4 separate regions of the Mus musculus genome follow, and regions 2, 3 and 4 are each linked to region 1. The links are chromatin contacts, called in public HiChIP or PLAC-seq, Micro-C and promoter capture Hi-C maps. All regions are on one chromosome and are shown on one strand. The core of a region is the stretch at or near the end of the contact, and the rest is flanking DNA. Distances in the headings are between cores, read along the strand shown.

The links. Promoter capture Hi-C pulls out the DNA fragments that hold promoters and counts their contacts. Hi-C and Micro-C count contacts between places; a contact is called where the count stands out from the background. HiChIP or PLAC-seq counts read pairs in DNA pulled down with a chosen protein or histone mark.
Region 2: a promoter capture Hi-C map of second pharyngeal arch cranial neural crest shows a contact between it and region 1. The contact joins the promoter of Wt1 here to the promoter of Mpped2 in region 1. A contact is called at or near these places in 4 of 39 promoter capture datasets (cranial neural crest, embryonic stem cells, second pharyngeal arch cranial neural crest and 1 more), 2 of 484 Hi-C or Micro-C datasets (both in embryonic stem cells), 1 of 115 datasets of contacts at active chromatin or transcription factors (embryonic stem cells) and 1 of 9 other capture datasets (embryonic stem cells).
Region 3: a Micro-C map of embryonic stem cells shows a contact between it and region 1, with 5 times the contacts expected there. The contact joins the promoter of Pax6os1 here to the promoter of Mpped2 in region 1. A contact is called at or near these places in 6 of 39 promoter capture datasets (cranial neural crest, embryonic stem cells, second pharyngeal arch cranial neural crest and 1 more), 10 of 484 Hi-C or Micro-C datasets (LSK cells, cerebellum, embryonic stem cells and 1 more), 6 of 115 datasets of contacts at active chromatin or transcription factors (astrocytes, embryonic forebrain, embryonic stem cells and 2 more) and 1 of 9 other capture datasets (embryonic stem cells).
Region 4: a contact with region 1 is called in an H3K4me3 HiChIP or PLAC-seq map of embryonic stem cells, with 7 read pairs. The contact joins the enhancer-like site here to the promoter of Mpped2 in region 1. A contact is called at or near these places in 3 of 39 promoter capture datasets (cranial neural crest, embryonic stem cells and second pharyngeal arch cranial neural crest), 2 of 484 Hi-C or Micro-C datasets (both in embryonic stem cells), 2 of 115 datasets of contacts at active chromatin or transcription factors (astrocytes and embryonic stem cells) and 1 of 9 other capture datasets (embryonic stem cells).

The regions. Positions count from the first base shown.
Region 1 is chr2:106,691,797-106,694,530 of GRCm38.p6, reverse strand. Mpped2 (metallophosphoesterase domain containing 2) reads right to left here and starts at 1,350. Exons shown (of 7, transcript NM_001143683.2): 1 at 710-1,350.
Region 2 is chr2:105,125,198-105,127,931 of GRCm38.p6, reverse strand. It overlaps Wt1 (Wilms tumor 1 homolog), which reads right to left and starts at 1,403. Exons shown (of 10, transcript NM_144783.2): 1 at 490-1,403. The coding sequence starts at 1,135. It overlaps Wt1os (Wilms tumor 1 homolog, opposite strand), which reads left to right and starts at 1,422. Exons shown (of 7, transcript NR_015462.1): 1 at 1,422-1,609. RefSeq lists an enhancer at 1,159-1,388, a cis regulatory region at 1,684-1,721 and a promoter at 1,150-1,916.
Region 3 is chr2:105,668,962-105,671,695 of GRCm38.p6, reverse strand. Pax6os1 (paired box 6 opposite strand 1) reads left to right here and starts at 1,366. Exons shown (of 4, transcript NR_002867.2): 1 at 1,366-1,460. It also overlaps a transcript of Pax6 not described here.
Region 4 is chr2:105,690,002-105,692,735 of GRCm38.p6, reverse strand. It overlaps Pax6 (paired box 6), which reads right to left. Exons shown (of 12, transcript NM_001310144.1): 7 at 1,013-1,171; 8 at 460-542; 9 at 116-266. Among named protein-coding and RNA genes, the nearest start is that of Pax6, 16 kb to the right of the region's middle. RefSeq lists an enhancer at 2,309-2,734. Within about 2 kb of position 1,330, at least 17 of the 459 cell types and tissues checked have an H3K27ac peak or open chromatin away from gene starts, as enhancers often do. A contact at or near this core is called in embryonic stem cells, where this site is marked.

The DNA of each region.
Region 1 (2,734 bases), core at 101-2,600:
GCAATCGCCGAGACCGGAGAGTAAGGTCCGGGCGCGGGGGCTGGCGGAGAGCTCCGCGCTGGAGCGCTGCGCGCGCGGGCGGCCGGAGCACAAAGCTGCACCGAGCCGTCCGGCCACTGCACCTGGCCCCGGGCCGCCGCGGGCGCACAGGGCTCGGGCCAACACAATGCACCCGGGCCTAGGCCGGGGCAGCTGCGGCGCACGACCCTGGGACTTTCTAGTAAACAGATCTCGGACTCCCGGGCCCCACCCCCATCCCTTGCCCCGGGGCTTTGCCGCAGGCTTTCGCGGACAACCCCCTCCCCCTGCCGCCACCACCTTCCTGAGAAACCCGGCGGAGGAGGGGGCAGGGAGGTGGGGACCCCGAGAGGTCCGTGGCCGAGGGCTGGGGGGAAGGGAGAACAGGGGGCGAGATGGGGAGTGGGAAGAAGGACAGCTACGTAAAGAAATTCGCTCTCGCTTGTTGGGGGCTTCGGGGGAGACAAATCTGCTCTCCCCGGGTCCTCGAGTGTTCAGTCGGCCAACCTCAGGGTCGGCGGGGCCGCCGCGCTCCGCAGCCCCCGCGCCCTCGCACGCGCCTCTGACAAGGCACCTCTCACCCGGGCTCCGCTTTGTGTGTGCATTTTTTTTTCCCCTTCCTCTCGCGCCCGGCACCGGCCGCCTCCTCCCCCCTCCCCCGCCCTCCGCCTCCCTTCCCCGGGCGGATTACCTTTCCCGGGCTGCGCTCCGGGTCCCCGGGATGCCTTCAGCGCCCGGTGTGCGGGCGAGCCATCGCCAAGCAACCCGAGCCGGCTTGGAGCAGCGCTGGGGGCGGCAGGGGCGAGGGGCGCGGGCGGGCCAGAACCTTCGACCCCGGAGGTCCCCGCCGCCGATCCAGGGCCTGGGAGGGCAGCACAGGGGCGCGGTGCGAGCGGGACGCGGGGTCGCTGCGTGGGGAGGTGGAGAGGACCGGAGCAGCCTCGATCTGGGAAGAGAAGGAGCGAGGGGGCGAGGAGAGGCAGCGAGGGCGCGGCGAGCGAAGGGAGCGCGAGCGGTGCAGTGACAGGGACTGCCACTGGGGTCAAAGGAGCACAGCTCCAGGAAGCAGGGCCGCCCAGGCGCCGCTTGCTGTGAGCTCCCCGCTGGGACCCCGCGCCCTGCACGCCCCTGCCGTAGTTCCGGCCCACTCGAACCCCCCACCCACGCCCCGAGGCCGCGGGGTTTCCAGGAGAGGAGGGAGAGCGGAGGGCGAGGCCCGCAGGCTGCTGGTGCTCCCTGGGTCAAGCAGGCGGCAGGAAGCTGAGCTGCAAGTTCACCATCGTGTGTGATCAGCGTTAAAATGATAGGGGTCGGGGAGATGGGGGCGGGCCACTGAGCGCCAGGAAAATAAGGGAGCCCCCCAGATGGTCGTCTTCTGCAAAGAGAACACCAAGCCCCCGCCCCCCACTCATGAACCTGCCAGGCTCTGTCAGAGGTCCTGGCACAGCTCCAAAGCGCAGAACTCGCTGCAGGGGCAGGAGGAGCGACTGGGGCACTAAGATCTCACAAGAGGGGCGACCCCAGGGTCCCTCCACACTGCTGAACTGAGACTTTCCTATGGGGTATCAAGGCTTCCCTCTCCTAAACCCTCTCATAGAGCCAGAGGCACACACACCCCACTTTGGCTCTGTAATGTTGTTCCTGAGAAAGAAAAGGCCAACCCAGCTGGTGTTTTTTCACCTTCAAGAATTAAGACAGGTTCAGGATAAGAAGGTGAAGTCAGGCAAAGGCTTTAATTGTTTCCGCACCCACACCCCCGCGCCCCTTTGAATCACATTCTCCCTTTCCCAAAGACACGCTCTTCAAATAAATAAATAAATAAATAAATCGAAGTTACTCCAATTTTCTCTGCTACTTTGGAAACCTGGCGGGGAAGGGGAGCGGAACACTAGGATTTGTATGCAAAAGGAGGGCGGGGTAAGGATAGGAAAAGCCGCTGAAATGGTGGGACAGACGGCTTTTTAGAAAACTTGGTTGGCACGGCTGTCTGAAAGATGAGGTGGCCCTGTGATGTTATGCCACTGTCAGAGCCGAAGGATTTGGACGGCGACCAGATCTAATTCCTTTCTAGGAGTCAGATTCAAAAAAAAAAAAAAAAAAAAAAAAAAAAAAAGAAGAAGAAGAAGAAAGAAGAAAAGAAAAGAAAATCTGCATTCTCCGAAGGGAACACCAATGTATGTGCACGAGAGTGAAACCTGTGCTTTGTATACTACATGACAACTGACTAGACGTCCTGGCTGAAATTATATCCCCTAAAATTAAAAAGGAGCCGTTTCAACCTGGCCTGTAGCCTCTGTGCTGAGACTAATTGGTTTCCAAGGTCTGGAAAGGAAGGGAGAGAGGCAGAAGGAGCCCCTTATTTAAAGAAAAAAAAAAAAAAGATCAAACGGAATTCGCTTGAAAATATTTCCCTTTTACAATGGACTTTCCTGACACTTGAATTTTAAGTAGTCCATCTCTTCTGCTCAGGATGCAGAAATGAAGGGGAAATGGGCTTACTGATGTACTTTCATTGTATAGTGTGCCCAGAGTGTCAGTGCTTGCCTGATGGGCTGAGGGGAAAGGACAGTGCCTTCTCTGGCCAAGCACAAATCACAGCAAGTGACACTGACATTAAAGGATGCCAAAGATGAGGTGAAGGGGCAGTTTCATATTTTGCTGTCTTTTGGTTTTCAGCCCAACCATGAACACTGACTAGAAACTTGTTCTTTTAAGT
Region 2 (2,734 bases), core at 154-2,653, 1.6 Mb after region 1:
TCTTCGGGCTTGTCAGAGGCAGCACGGGGGCGGGGGGTGGGGGATGTCCCTAAACCACAGCACCACTCGGAGTCCTCATCTTGGTCTACCCTAGACGTTTTAAGAGTCAACGCCTGGTGAGGCCTTATGCATCAGACTTTCCCCCGGTGTAGAGTCACACGTTACAGCCAACCTCCTCTTCCTCCTCCCGTGGAGTTCCGAAATCTCTAGGACACCCCGGGGCCCCAGATGTCCTCCCGCGTCCTACGAACTATCGGACTCTGGGGTTGCGCTCAGTAATGTGTAAGTGGTGGTGGTGGTGGTGCGTTGTCGCGTTGTCACTCGCATTTGACAGAGCCCACTCCTCCCTGTCCGCTACTTTCAGACTCCCTTGGAAGGCTGCTGAGTAAGAACTGGCATCAGGAAGGAACAGACAAGGGGAGAAGCGGCGTGGGAGCAGGTCGCGGAGCCACTACCGCGCGTGGAGGTCGCGCTGTCCGGAATCCTTACCTTGGTTGCGGATGGTAGGCTGGCTCTCCAGGCAGCTGGGCAGGTAGGGCGCATTGGGGAACATCCTGGCCTGGCCCGAGGACGCCTGGCTGGGCGGGGGAGGACCGAAGGGTCCGTAGCGACAGGCCCCGGCTGTACCGGTGAACTGGCCCGAGAAGTGCAAGGTGAAGGCGCTCAGGCACTGCTCCTCGTGTGGCTCGGCGCCGCCCCAGCTGGGCTCCTGTTTGATGAAGGAGTGGGGTGGCGGCGGAGGCGGCGGCGGAGCGGGAGGAGGCGCGGGACCGCCCAGCGACCCGTAAGCCGAGGCGCCCGGAGGCGCGAAGTCCAACACGGGCGCCCACTGCGCTGCGCCGCTCACAGGGAGCCCGCAGCCGCCGCCGCCGCCGCCCAGCGAAGACACAGCGGGCAGCAGCGCGTTCAGGTCCCGCACGTCGGAACCCATGAGGTGCGGCTCGGATGCGGACGGTTCTCCGCTCCTGCGATCCTGCGGATTCTCGGCGCTGGACTTGGCCCAGGCGCTCCGGGGGCCTCGGTCCCCAGGTTGCTCCGGCTGCTGGACGCACCCGGGCTCCCGGCGGAGCGTGTGCTGAGACGCCGGCTCCGGGACACACGTGGAAGCCGGCTCCTGCGACAGGAGGAAGTCCAGGATCGCGGCGAGGAGGCGGCGGGCCCGGGTTCCTGGGCTGCCGTCCTCTCTCTGGGTGGGTGGGTGAATGAGTGGGTGGGAGGGAGGGCGGGAAAAGGAAAGGGGGAGCAGGCAGGCGGTCGGGTTGCGGAGAGCCCCGGGTGTGGGCGCTGCCTTGAACTCCTTACCCCAGCTGCCTGGCTGCCCCCAGCTTCCCAAAGCTCAAATAAGAGGGGCCGGCAGCAGGGAAGGAGGAGGAGCCAGGATGCTCGGCCGCTCCATTCACACAGCAGCCCTAGCCTAGCTCAGCAAAGCGCGCTGCTCGTCCCGGTTACTAGCACCGGGGGTGTGGGGCGGGCCCGAGGGAGCGTTCATCTCGGAGACACCCTCCTCTCTGGCCCGCCACGTGCTCTCAGCTGGCCTGTACCGCAAGCCTCCCCCTGCTACCCTAGCTGGCCTTCCCGAGTGTAGGCGCCTTGAGGCAAGGCCGTCTAGGTAAGTAATGAGTCCCCTCGGTGTCGGACCGAAGTAGGAGAAGAGTCCGGGCTGTTAATCAGGAAGGGTGGGGGTGGAGGGAGGGGCAGGTGGGCTCCAAGAGGGCGGGAACCAGAGAGCCCAGAGAACTCTCCTGGGTTCTGAGGCAGATAGCCTAACTTTGGGGCTTATCTCCTCCCATGTCCAGAATTCTAGAGGCTAGCTGCGGGGTCACTTTAGGAGATTAGTCCCTCTGGGTTCGCAGGTTGAGATTCAAGGTGAAATTGTTCGGGATAGATAATTATGAAGTGTGACGTCAGTTGTGACAAGCGGGACCTTTTCGGCTGTCTGATAATTGGTTCTTTGGTACGGTTGGAACCCAGAGGGCGGGTGTTACCTACAGTGTAGATGACACTTACTGTCTCTTTTTGGCAATGGGGTATTTAAACCTTAAATTAACTGGGGGAAATTTTCAGCTGTTTTGGGGGGTGCCGTGGGAGGCGCTTAGCAGAAATGCCCAGAACCTACTTTGAGTGTGGTGGGAACGTTTCGGCGCCTTGTTGAGAAGAAACGGGAATGGAGGAGCAAAGCTACGTCTCCAAACACAGCTTCTTCTAGTGATTAGGGAATGATGGCGGACCTGCGGTGTTTGATCGGGAGATGCAAACTAGTCAGACTAACCTAGAAATGAGCCCAGGAGAGACTTCACAGGCCCTTTGCTAGAGGCGTGTTTGCACTGGTAGCCCAGAGGGTTTCCAGAGAGTGGCTTCTCAAAAAGAGCTCCTCCCTACACCTTGTAGCTGTTTGGAATCTTGGAACAGGTGTTTGGGGGTTGGTTTGTATTGTCTGAGTTTCCTAAAGCAGTGGAATCCTCGGAGGAAAGAACCCGTAGGCAAATAGAAGCCTAAGGAGTGTAGTGGGTTTCGCAGGTCAGACTTGGGGACTCTTGGAGGCAGCAGCGACTGTTCACCCTGGGACTGCCAGGCGCGCGGGGCCGGGAAGCCAGCTGGTGGCAGTCAGGCATCTGGAACCAGAATGAGGCTTGAAGCTTTCCAACTAAACCTGGGTGGGGGGGGGGCAGTCAAGGATGTTGACTGTAAACACAAAGAAATCTAGCATTTCAATGGTCTTAGTGCATTCACCAGT
Region 3 (2,734 bases), core at 117-2,616, 1.0 Mb after region 1:
CACATCCTACAGTTGTCTATATGGAAAGTAGATTCAAAGTCTCTAACGCATAGGACACCCTGAAATCCCATCGTTTTGGGATTTTTACAGATAGGGTGTCTAGAAAAGTTCTCTTTCCATTCTCCAACCCCGGGACATTCCTTCAAGTCTCCTTTTCTTCTAACCTCAGTACTAAAGAGGTAAGTGTTCAGCTTCAAATGAAAAGCTTGCTAAGGTCACCGCTCTATAGAATATGTCTGAACAGCTGCCTGGTAGAAGGGCCAGGGACTGACTCCTGCCATTTGTTTTGTTCAGGAGCTAGAAACGTGCAGGCCTGATGCTCAGGATTTTGAGACTGGGAAAGAGAGAGCAAATGTCAGGGCTGGCTCACTCCAGCAGCCTGGAACCGAACTAAGCACATCCTGACAGGCTTTTAAAATGACATTGATTGAGACAAGCTGTTCCCAACCCCAGTAAGAGTTAATCTGCCTGTTAATCAAGGCACTAAGGGGCTCAATGCGAGTTTTATTAGTGACTGGAGAGCAGAGGCAGCAGTAGCAAGGGATCAAAAGCTGAAATCCCAGATACTTTGTCAGTGCACACTCCTCCAAAAAAACAATGTATTTTTCAATTAGAGAACAATTTGGCGCTTTTCATCATTTCCTAACCCAGTCTCACAGATGGTGACTTGAAGCCTCCCCATCAGGGAAAAACTTGTGGGGATTGGGAGTCAGGGACAGAGCAATGAGGGATTAAGCCCTGGTTGTTTCCTCGGAGATCGGGGTCCACCTGGGAGAATATCCGAACTCTGGGATCAAGGCTCTGCAGCCAGATTCCTCCCGAAAAGAAAAGGAATGAAAAAGGGAAGCAAAAGAAAAAATAATACCACAAATACAGGCACTCGTCCTTCTAGGTCTGGCCAAGCATCTCTGCCAGTGCACTAGAAAGTTCTCATGCAAGATTTACTCTCTCTCTCTCTCTCTCTCTCTCTCTCTCTCTCTCTCTCTCTCTCTCCCTTTCCCTCTCTCTCTCCCTTACTTCTCTCTCCCTCTCTCCCTGGAAGCTGGATTCTCTTTGGTTTTCTTTTCCAAGTCTGGGCACTGGCGGAAATTTGAATACTAAGTTCTCCAATAATTCAAATGATACGAAGTCTGAGGGAGGAAAAAGTAGACACACCAATCCGATTTGCCCTCTGATCAAGGAGGGCAGCAGAGTAAGACCACAGCAGAGGAAGTCCCTGGCTCACCCTGGGCGCAGGGCGAGGACTCTGGTCAGAGGTAATTATGTCACCGCGTTTTCTCGCCGTGACAGCCGAATAAACACAATCTCCAATAAACATCTCTAATGAGGGAGGAGGCCCGAGGATGGCTGGTTTGATTTATGACTAGAGGAGAAGGTCCACTTCCTACTGCGAAGCGGGCAAACTGCTCACGGCTCAACTCTGGAATAAGGAACTCTCGGAGGAGAGGACCCCCGTTCAGGTAAGGTGCTCAGACTGGTGGCCACTTTGCCCGTGGCCTCCTTTCTATGTGAGGCGCTCAGAGGGGACTCTGCTCAGAGTTAGACTCCTGGGCACCTGTCACAGGTGCTTGAGAGCCAAACGATCTGGACAAGTGCCTCCAGCGGGTCTAGAGAGAGGGCGTCAGGAGCACGCGTGGGAGTGGGCGAGATCCAGGCCAGGCCTGCTACATGGCCTCAAATTTCCGGTGGGTTGCTCCGGTGCCCCGACTCAGGCAGCCTGAGCGGCTCCTGGTAAGCTTAGGGCTTGAGTGAGAGATTTTCCAACCTGGCGAAAACACCTTTTAGTTTAAGTTAGGGGTAATCACTTTCCTGACCCACTTCGGCCAAGTTCTGGCCTTCCTGGAGCCGGAGCATGGCTGGGTATCTCTCTCCAGGGCACTCAGCAACCGGGTTCCCCTGGAGCCCACATGCTTCCCGCCGAGGCAAAGAGCTCCGCCGCTGCTAGGAACCCGTTCCCGGTAACCCGAGCCCGCATTCTAGCTCAGTGAGAATCGCTAATTATTAGGTCTTCCGAAGGAAGCTCAAATCACACGCTGGGGCCTTCGCGCGCGCTGCCCAGCTCTGGAGGGCCGCATTCTTTCGTCCTGTGCTCCTTTCGGGGGAAACGAACCCCAAGACTTTGACTTCGATATGGAACACACATCTACACAACCTTGGGGAAACTTTTGTCGCAAGTCGCCCGACCTTCCGCGGGGTGCTCCATGAATTCGGCGCGAGGCTTGGTGGCTTCTCCAAGCATGAATGTCGCTAATTGCATCGGGGGAAGGCGTGTTGCAAACTGCATGCCCACCGCCTGCTTTTCTTAGGATCTCAGCGATTTCTTTAGACTGCGGCCACAGCCACCACCCTCCCACCCCCCACATCACCCCCAGCTCAGGGCCAGACGGGAAGTCCTCTCTTGAGACCACAACATTTTGTTACTTTTACAAAGAAGCATGCTTCGCAAAGACATCCCCTCCCCCTCACCCCCGTCCCATCCGCAGCAACTCCTCTACCATCTTTGTAAGCTTCCTTTAAAAAGAAAAAGAAAAAAATCAAGGCCGGGGCCACTCGGGGAGGGTTTCTATGACCTGAACACACAGGTTGCACGTCGGAGAGGGGCGCCGCTACTCTTGGGGTGAGTCTGGCTAGAATCAAAGCGGTTACCTGTGAGCCGAGGGTGGGGTGTCAGGTGAGTCTGGTGGCGCTGGTTCCCACACTTCTCAAAGCCGCTTCTCGGGGGGAAGTAGCAGAT
Region 4 (2,734 bases), core at 81-2,580, 1.0 Mb after region 1:
TGCAGAGGAAGAGAAAAGAGACAGAGAGAGGGCAAGGTCATTCATTACAAGGCAAGAGAAAGTCAAGGGCAGGCAAGGTTAAGAACCGTTCTTGGCAGGTGGGATTTCAAGTTACCAGGTGTGGTGGGCTGTGGGATTGGCTGGTAGACACTGGTACTGAAGCTGCTGCTGATAGGAATGTGACTAGGAGTGTTGCTGGCCTGTCTTCTCTGGTTCCTCAGTTTCTCTTCTCTTCTCCATTTGGCCCTTCGATTAGAAAACCATACCTGGAAATGCACAGAACAGGTTAGCCCTATGCTTGCTACCACTCGGCCACAAACAAAAAGCCCTCCATCCCCACCCTTACCCTAGAACAAGGGAGTCTTTGCAAACCTGACCATGATTATATCAGTGACTGGTATACAGCCAAGGCAAAATATAAGCATCCCAGTGCATAAAAACCACATGGTCCCTAGGTACCTGTATTCTTGCTTCAGGTAGATCTATTTTGGCTGCTAGTCTTTCCCGGGCAAACACATCTGGATAATGGGTCCTCTCAAACTCTGAAAGAGTAAGTTGATTTTATATATTATACCAGAACACAAGATAGTTCAGACACTGGATCAACCTAGCTTTTAACACCCAACTCCCATCTCATCCAGCCAATCAGACAGCTTGACAGTGTGCTGACTGTACTAGCAAGAACTTTCCCACCAGGAGCAAGTTTTCTTTGGAATGACATTTAGTGTTTGTCCTTATCTGTGGCCTAAGACAGTCAGATAGGTCATCATTTCCTTTGTCTGTCAGAATTGTAATATTTCAGTTTGCTGGTGTGTGAAAAGAAGAGAGAAAATGCATATGCGCGCACACACACACACACAAAAAAAAAAAAAACACACACACACTGAAAAGTGGGGGGGGGGGGCTTTTCATCCTTTATGCAAAGAGCCCTAGCTAAATTTAGCCCTTTGTGCTTTTGCTGTGGCATTTCCTTTGATTTAAGGTTTCTCTGCTTTGGAAATTTCCCAGTCACCTTTCTCCAGAGCCTCAATCTGCTCTTGGGTAAAAGATGTTCTATTTCTTTGCAGCTTCCGCTTCAGCTGAAGTCGCATCTGAGCTTCATCCGAGTCTTCTCCGTTAGAACTGATGGAGTTGGTGTTCTCTCCCCCTCCTTCCTGTTGCTGGCAGCCATCTGCAACAAAAAGAATAGGACAATAAGAGAAATCGGAACGGCATGGGGGGGCTCCTAATGGGACTCGGCACAGTTAGAAACTCCGAGGACTGGGTAATCTGCGCCTCCACAAAGCCTTCCTAAGTTAGTCAGATGGTAGCCTTCTTTGAATGACACCAGTTACCTGAGTCACATTCCTTGGTTTTCATTTAGATGAGACCTGACAGTGCTCTCGCAAGGTCTCTTTGAATGACAAAGCAAGCCAAAAAGTTTCCAGGCAAAATGATCTTTCCCTGCCGACTCTGACTCCACATCCAGTTCCCTTGCCCTACAGAAAGTATTTACCTATGGCTGTGTTGGGAAAATAGAGTGATGTGCACGATTTCAGCTGATCTATAATCAGTAATTCCTATCTAATCAATTAGATGTTGATAGGTTTGTAGAAAATGCTATTAAGAAACCAAACCAAGCTTGTAATCTTTTTAAAAAAATATTTATCTAGTTTTTATTTGAATTCTGCACAGTCAATTTCATTTTAAAGGTTGTGAATTTAGAAGTGCTTGCATTGTTCTGCAGTTTTATTCAACCATTGTGTGAGTGTGTTTCGCCTTGACACCTATTACGAGCACAGCTGTAATTATATCATCACCAAGAACAGGCTATAATTGCTGAAAATGGAATTTTATATTTAGATAAAAGGACTGTCCATTCTTTGTAATGTGTTGCACCAGAGAAAAGTAAGATTTCTTTTAAATTTTTAACGTGTAATTTTAAAAGAGAGACGGCGGAGAGTTCACTAACTAGCTAAATATGCTAAGCTGCAGCTGAGTCCTTGGCATATCATTTAAGTGGTACATTTTTAATTAGGGCATTTCCACCACTTTTAATGTAATTTCTATCATTAAACAGGGAAAGTTTCATTGTTTTCCTTTGCGCTTGGTGAAGAGCTGTGCACTTGGGCTAACCGGCTCTGCTGTGCACCTTTCGGGCAAGGCGGCAGCCTGTGGGAAGGAAAGGACTCAGGCCTTGGCTGGGCTTCCCAGGGCACTGCAGGCTGTCTTGGGTCCTGAGGCCTGTGGCCCCCACGGGATACCAACAAGAACTGTTCTCTCCGGATCCTAGAAACTTGGCTAGTTTGGGGGGAGGGGGCGCCAGGCCTCTGTGGGAATCGACTTGGCCAGGAATATCATTTATAACCAGGAGACAATAGGCCGCGCCTTCAAAGCGTTCAGGGAATTGTGACAGGATCTAGTGGGATCTTTTCAGGAACTTTGAAATGTTTTAAAACCCCAACTTTCTCCCCCATTTAAACAGGCGGATTCATCGGCACTGGCCACCATATGGGCCCTTGGAGATCTATTGAGATGACCACCAACACTTGAATAGCGAGGGGCTGCTTTTCAGCACCACACAATGCCCCGCGAGTAAGGGAAACTATTAAACTCCTGGGGCAGGAGCGTTGGCAAACTTTCGTGGGCAGAATTTTGAGGCCACAATAAGCACGGACAACAAAAGGATTCTCTCGAGGCGTGCAGCGGGCCACATTGTGTTACAAGAAGCTCAGTCAACAGACTTTTCAGCGAA